Linked DNA regions of Gossypium hirsutum: region 1 is linked to region 2. A link is a contact called in public Hi-C data. All regions are on one chromosome and are shown on one strand. Each heading gives the region's core, a stretch centred on a gene start, on an enhancer-like site or on the middle of the called end of the contact. The rest is flanking DNA. Distances are from core to core; before and after follow the strand shown.

Evidence for each region. A called contact is a pair of places that touch in the nucleus more often than the background predicts.
Region 1: a Hi-C map of leaf shows a contact between it and region 2, with 5 times the contacts expected there. The contact joins the enhancer-like site here to the promoter of LOC107917815 in region 2. A contact is called at or near these places in 13 of 34 Hi-C or Micro-C datasets (anther, callus, leaf and 1 more).

What each region holds. Positions count from the first base shown.
Region 1 is chrA01:9,714,738-9,718,783 of Gossypium_hirsutum_v2.1, reverse strand. It overlaps the pseudogene LOC107918225. Among protein-coding and RNA genes, the nearest start is that of LOC121208054, 19 kb to the left of the region's middle. Within about 2 kb of position 2,768, at least 8 of the 9 cell types and tissues checked have an H3K27ac peak or open chromatin away from gene starts, as enhancers often do. A contact at or near this core is called in leaf, where this site is marked.
Region 2 is chrA01:9,670,207-9,674,316 of Gossypium_hirsutum_v2.1, reverse strand. LOC107917815 (probable NAD(P)H dehydrogenase (quinone) FQR1-like 1) reads right to left here and starts at 1,428. Exons shown (of 4, transcript NM_001327136.1): 1 at 1,406-1,428. The coding sequence starts at 1,428.

The DNA.
Region 1 (4,046 bases), core at 1,519-4,018, 43 kb before region 2:
AGACAATAATGGAATTTTCACTGATGTTACTCCCGGAAACATCACTGGAAGATACAAATTGCTTCCCATCAGTGGAGAATTCAACATCAAGAATTGGACCCAGACCTCGAATGTATTCATGGACCACCTTGCCAGTTCTAACATCCCACAATCTGAGTCTGCCCTTCGACCCCCCAGAAAGGAATAGGTTTGAGTCATCTGGATGGAATTTTATAACTCCAACAACTTGATCATCTCTAAAAATCAGAGATTCAAGACCCTTTTCAACATCAATCAACCTTGATGAACAGTCATATCCACAAGAAAGTACAAATGGTCCCTGCTGTGACCATTTAACATCTTTCACAGCTGCATTATGAAAGCTAAACACACGAGCTTTTTTCTGACCTCTGCTCCATACATTCCATATGCAGATTGTTTGATCCATCCCCGCAGAAGCAAGTAGATGAACTGTAAACTAGATCATAAACAGTTAAAATGGCACTCAGAAGACCGGACCAATAAATATAATGCACTAAAACAACAAAGGTAAAAAGTCGATGGTTTTAGAAAAACAATAGCACACCATGAGTCGGTGACCAATGAACAGCATTAACAGCTTTTGCATGCCCATGCAGAGCTACAGAAAGCTTTCCAGGAATTTGACTTAGCTGTGTACGGCCCTTTGGTTTATGCCGCATCAATGAAAGAACATCATGTGGTAGATCCAGTTCTGAAATGCTTCCAAGAACTGAGAACAAGAGATTTACTGTATCAGCAGGAAAAATGACACAAGTTCTTATGATTATAGTAAAAGTTAATCTTGACACAAGTGAACAGCTTATGAGTACAACGACGTAGCATAAACCTTATTGTTATTAACACTACTCAATAAAAGTATCATAAATAATAAGGAACAAACAAGATTCACGAATACATTTGTTATGGTGAATACTTTTATGAACGGGTGAGACTTCGTTCTACAAATAGAGGAAACATCCAATTTTTAACAATAAGCTTGTCAAATATTTGGACAGATTCTGTCAACAATCGGGCTTATACATTTATTCGATCTGGCCCTTTGATTAGACGCAAAAAACACTGAAGGATACAGATTTGACTGGTATAACCATCAGACAGGAGCACATCATCAGAACAAACCATGTTAAAATTTTCTTTCTATCATTTGAGGGCTCATATCCATTTGCTTTTTGCTTCCCTGACCCTGTTTGAAGTTCCAACCCAATAATTGTGTACACAAAGGAAACACAAGCAATTCTAAAACAAGCTGTAGAGTACATGAGTAAGATATTATCATATTAATGCCAAAAAAAAGAGTTAGTCAAATTTTGCCATTAGTCCCGTGTACTAAACTGCAAATTTAGTCACTATACTCTAATTTGATCATTTTTAGTCCTTGTACTTTTCGAATTTTGAAACTGTAGCCCTTGTACTTTTCAAATTTTGAAATTTCAACTTTAGTCACTATGTTAAATTTTGTTGTTTCCGAAATTTTATGCAATAAACAATTATCACACGGAAATTCAATGTCAACTTACTATTTCCATATAATAGTCACAAAAATGCCACCTCATTTTAGTCAATGAATTTAACGACTACAAGTAGCCTGAGTCATGACTTAAAATTTCAAAATCCCAAAAAAATGGTTTCTAGAAATGATTGACTCAAAGCACAAAAACTAAATCACAAAAACTAAATCACAACTAACGCATGTAGAATTTGACCTAACGAATTTAATTGTTACCGATTATGCCAGAAAAAAATACTATAAAAATGACTAAATCCACAACTTAGCAGAATCTGAACAAAAGACTTCAATACACAATGTAGAGGAAAGAAAATGGGCTCAGTGAAATAGGCAACAGTAAAAAAAATGGCACTAATCTTTGAATGAGATAAGATCATTGAACTATACAAGGAATATTAAATACTCAAATAGAGTGCAAGGCAATTGAGTCTCGGCTCCAGCCGCCTCCTTGCCAAAAGGTAGTATCAACAACAACAACAAAAAAAAATTTACATGAACATTTTCTTCCTACCGAGTCACCAATTCAATCCAAAATTTCTCTACTCAATTGAAAACACAAATTAAATTAAGTTTCTAATTTTAAACATTGATTATCTCATCAATGACAAGACTACCCATTTCCTCTTTTCACTTGGTTTTCAAAAAAATAATAATCAAAAACTGCAACTTTAAACCAAAAAAAAAAAGCCGCTAAAATTGGGGAAATAAAAGAAAAAGGCAAAAGCAACAAGTACCTGATTGATTGATGACATGATGATCCCGGTGAATCGGGTTCGGTTCATGAGCCTGGGAAACCGCACCAGCAAGTGCTCGTTCCCTTTTCGATATGTACCTGCCGGGAAGCGGAGCTTCTTCTCTCTTTTGAAGATCCAATGTGGGAAATAGGTATTCGGGTTTGGGCCGTTTGGAAGGGCGGAAAGGGAGGTGGTGATGGTTTACAGGTTTGGGTTCAGGGTCGGGTTCGGGTTCGGGTTCATCGTCTGAAGTGTTGGAGTAGGCTTTGAAAAGAAGATCCATGGCTGAACGGAAAAGCTATTTTTCTTTTTCGGCCGCCTTTTTCAGTTTTTTTCTCCGAAAGGGCAAATTGGGTGTTGCAAAATGGCCATATAATTTGTATGCCATTAATCAAAGCCCATTGTATAGGAAAAATGGGGCTATTATTTAACCACTACAGGCCCATGATCTTAAAAATATGGACCCAAGTGCCTACAAAATTCATAAATACAACCATTCTTGGGGCCTAAAATGGACCTAAGGGTGGTGAACCATGCCCATGGCTTTGACAAATGGGGTTTTTATTTAACCATTATAAGCCACTGCCCCAATGAAAGATGCTTTATAACATTCATAAATGGGCTTATATTTGTAACCATTGCTACAAGAGCCATTTCTTTATTTTTTTATATTTGAATGTAAAGGTGATAAATTAATATATTTGGTAATATTTAGTTAATCGCATAACTTATTTTTAACAAAGAGAAAGAAAATATTTTTCCTATTTTGAAGAGGTTTTATTCATTTTTCTAATTTCAAATCTAAAATTGTATTAACTATTGTTTATTTTATGTCTAGTTATTGTAAGGGTTAATATTTGATACACTTGGAGTATATTTTTTTTATTCTACAAGTAATTTTAAAAATTACCATGTCTCTTTTTTTTTAATATTTTGTAATACTTCTATATGACACTTTTTACCCTCTTAACCCTGTAAAATCTAAAAATTATACCAAAAATTATATAAAACTTGTTATATGTGTTACCAGAAGAAATATAAATATTTTATTTTTGGATATTATATAAAACTTGCAGCCTATTATTTAATATTGGTTAAATTTTTTTATATAAATTAAAATTGAGTAATATATATTAATGTGCTAGTGAAGTGGAGAAAAACCAAAGATACTCCCCTCTTTAAGGTTTTTCCTTTACTAAATATACTTTTTTTTTAATAAAAATACTTGTTACAAATCATAATAAGATATAAAGGGTATTTTGAAATTTCAAAATTGGGGTGATGTTGTTACGACACTCTTTTTTTTTCTTTTTTTTAAAATATATATAGGTTGTACTATTGTAATAAAATATGGATCTGAACAGAAAAACTGGTGATGGGCCCTAAACAGCAATAATGACTATAAGAGAATAAAGGGATGTAGGAAGTAGGTCCGACCAATCCTTCCTCTTCATATTTCCATCATCAACCCCTTCAAAAATATATTTTAAAAAAATTAAATAAATTGGACCTTACTTTTCCAGGCACCCCCCAGGGTCCTACTCTTCAAAATCATAAACAACTTTAATCAAAATTTTATTTTCAGACTAATTATATACTAACCCTTTTCTTTTATGTATATAAAGAATAAAGAATAAAGAATAAAACTTTATAACTATTGCTATTATTGATGCAAAAATGAGGTCATGCTGTCAAGTCTTTGGCCTAGAAATTGAACCATGTGCCCTAACCCCCACACACTCAAACCTTCTAGGACTGTATATTCTTCTTAACAATTTTTTGCA
Region 2 (4,110 bases), core at 179-2,678:
CAATAACATGCCAAATGTAAGTCTAATATATGGTCATACTAAAAAACATTGCTAATGGTATACGATTTTGTAATTCAAAACAATAATGATGGAATCTAATGTCCTTAGCCCCACCATTCAGAATCTCAGATAGGTTTAGTTTCTTAAGAACTTGCTCTGGCCCCAAATAAAATAAATTGCTGACTCCACTTGAGCCCTGTTTAAACTTGCTCTTGGAGGAACCTCACAAACAAGTACAGATAAGGACAGTAGCAACTGCAACTAAGTGACATTGACTCAAGTATATATATAGGGAATAGTTGTGAGGACATTCTTGATTCATCTAAAACTCAAAAATATGTCGGCAAATACAGAACTAGATCCCCACTCCCACCCCCCTAAAACCGACAACCTGTCTCCATATTATTGTTCAACAAATTCAGTTCCTTACACAGGTTATGTCTTAGTTACCACGTCGTCTCAGAGAGCAGTACAAAAATCGCTAGTTAATGCATAATGCAAACGTAGTTTCATCTTTAATACAGATACTAGCAGACATTTAAGAAAAAAAAAACAATTAATCCGACAGCATAATAATTTTAGAAGCTAAATCTCCAACTAGAACAATAAAACATAGCCTTTCTCAACCCAAATCTATATGCAACATGTAAGTTTTCCAACAAATAGCAAACAATTAAATCATGGTTTAATAAAATATGCAAAACAGATCCAGTTAAGAGTTCATGGTTTACTGACTAAAAAACTGTCCTTGATAGGCTCATTTCCTTTTCTACTTCCTAATCAGTTTTCCCATGTATCAATTCAAACAAACATAACCAAATTGAACACAGCTTTAATCTGATTGACCTTTTTGATTGTGCCTCCTAAAATAGCCAAATTAATCCCATTACCAACAAAAATTAGATGAAAAAGAATCTGAAACTACTGACATCGTAACGTCTATGGTTATTTCTTAACTAATTGACTCCAAAATCAACAGACGATAAACAAAAACCAATTGATATTGCATTTCTCCGGTATCCAACTTGAAATTAATTTCAAACTCAAATGATTAAAAATCGCATTTTTCCAGCTCCAGAAATTATACTTTGGGGAACTAAATCTTACTCTAATTATTGTAAGATTAATTGAAATTCCAAACTTTCCGTTAAATTATAAATACAGAAAAGAAAAACCGAGTTCAGCAGAATCAACTCAAAGCAATAAACTAATTTAAAAAATTAAATCAAAAGAAAGCTAAAAAAAGGGAAAAAAATCACAAATCTCAACTCAACTGAAGTAATAAAAAAATCAATCAAGCATCACAATCAAACAGCATTTCAAACCCCACACCCCCCCCCCCAAAAAAAAACAAATAATTTTTTTTCAAAATTTAAGAAGAGGGAAATAGAATTAAACTACATACACAATATACACTTTGGTTGCCATCGATGAATTCCTCAGAAAATTATGACAAGAAAATTCCCTTTTGTTTGAAGTTTGGTTTTGTTTTGTTTTTTTTTTTTTTTTTGCTTTTTAATCAGAAAAGAATGGTTGCAGAATGTGGGAAAATGGAGGAGGCCGAAAGCTGTATTTATAGTTGATTGCAGGGTTTAATGTAAAGGGTGTTTAATTAGTTAGTAAAATTGAGATTAAGGAAACGGTGGCGTACGTAAGGGGTTTTAAATGGGGTTGGTGGTTGATTTTAAAAACAATTATGAAATTTAATGATGAGATGTTGTTGTCACGCTCATCATCATGCGGGTCGTTACACATAATAAATTTAATGCTTCCTTTATTACTTTTTATTAAATTTGTTGACTAAAACTTATTTATACCTTTTTTGTTTTATATTTTTAACTGTTCTTTAGGTCTAATTATGGCCTCAGTCTTTCTATTTTTGAACTTTTTAATTTTAATTTTTTAAATTGGCCATTTAAATATTCAAATTTAATGTAAATACAATGATAATATTATTAATTGAACTTCAATTTTTTTTAATTAGATAAGTAGAGGGAGAATTATATATAGAGCGATTGAATTTGAAAATCCAAAACATATAGGGAGTGAGGGCATAGTTAAACTTTTTTTTGTAACGAATTTAATTGTTTATAAAATTTAAAGAAACGGTTTGGTAGATGATTTAATTTGTAAAAATGTTAGTCAAGGTTTGATTAATGGGAAAAAAATACAAAGGATATTGGTACAAATGAAAAGATTTGTGTTAAGTAAATGGGGGGACAAAAAGATGGGTGTTTTAATTGCAATGGGTGAAAATGAATTATTATTTGTTTTTTTAGATTATTGGAATTTGGGGTCCAATAGAAAAAGAAAAAGGATGAAATTGAAGAAGAGGTGGGTTAATTAGTGGCATACCAAAATCGAACTAATGCTTGCCTGACAAATATGGGATGACGTCTCCCATGCTACATGCTGATCCATTTTTAGTTGAATGCCCCACTTTGAATATAGGGTTTAGGCTTAATTCCTCTTTTCATCCTTGTATTAGAGTTAAATTATCATTTTAGTGTTTGCACTAACTTTTTTATCAGTTTACTGCTAATACTATCATTCTGTGATTTCCTTGCCTAATCCAAATTTCCGTTAAAAATATAGAAAAAAAAAATTAAGTCTAAAATTCCAAACTACTGAATTTTTTATAAAATTATTTTGATGTTCTGGATGCTTATAAATTATAAAATTATTTTTTATTTCAAAATCTAGAAAAAATTATTTCATTTTCCAAATAATATTACATTACTAATCATCGATCTGACAATTCATGTTGTCTCAAGCTTCTTTTATCACAACCTTGAAATCACCTTCTATTTCAACAAACCGAAACCCATCTCTTGAGCAAATCTAATTGCTTGAGTGCTGACTAAAGCTTCTGCTATTAAACCGGCTCTATAGACAAACTTTTCCCATAATAAGTCCATCACTTTTCCTTTTCACAATGCCCATACTTGATTTAAAGCGGAAAAGCATTGAAAACCAGACAAAGAGTTGAAAAAAAAGAAGAGAATTTAAACATATTTTTTTTAATACTTTTAAAAATTTAAAAGCAATTGAAATATGGTTTTTACATTTGTAGAGGAATAGGAAATTAATTTAAAATATATAATTAATATATTTAAAAATACATATTTTATTTTTTTAAAAATATAACATTAAAAGTAAATGAATTTTAAAAATGGATTTTTAAATAACTTTTCATTCCTTTTCATTTTTTTTTTAAAAATAACATAAATTATAAACATTTTAAATATAAAATTAATTCATGTTTAAAACTAATTTTAAATGCTGACTAATAAAACTAAAAAGTACATTAAAAATTTAATTAAATATTAAAAATTATTATAAAAAAGCATATGGAGATATATATGAGGACAAATATGTTTTTGAATTTTACTTCACATTACGTTTTAGTCACTCAATTTTTAAGACTTGTGTAACAGCCATTAATATTATTAAATTGTTATATTTTAGTTACTCATCCGTTATTTCCCGTTAAAATAAACATTATATTTATCTAATTTGATCAACTAGAATGCATATAAAAATATATACTTATCCTATAAAACGAGTATTGGAAAATGTATATAATTTTTTTAAATAAATCCTTTTAAATTTTTATTTTTATTAGTATAGAGACAAAATAACGATATTAAAAGTTTTGGTATATGTTTCAAGTAGTATTTTGATCTCTCAAAAATTATATAAGTTTCACCTAATTCTTTCAAAATTTTTAAAATAAAAAATTTATATAATAATAAAATTATTCTTTTAACTTCAAATTTATAATTTAATTTTGATATCTCCTAAAATAATTTTTTTGACTTTATACTTGATTATTACTAATAGTAAAATGGGTTTAGCTATCATTTTAATTGAATATGCGTTTTGTTTCTGAAATATTTTCTATTTTCATTTTTAATTATAGAACACAGTTTTTTATATTTTTATTTAAAAAAAAACACGATAAGTAAATAAAAATAAAATTTTGTATTCAATAATGAAAACATGGAATATGTTTGGCACCTGTTTTTTTTTAATAATAAAAACATGAAAAATAAAATAACATTTATATGGATTTCAAGCAATGTATAAAATTTAATATTTGAAAAACTA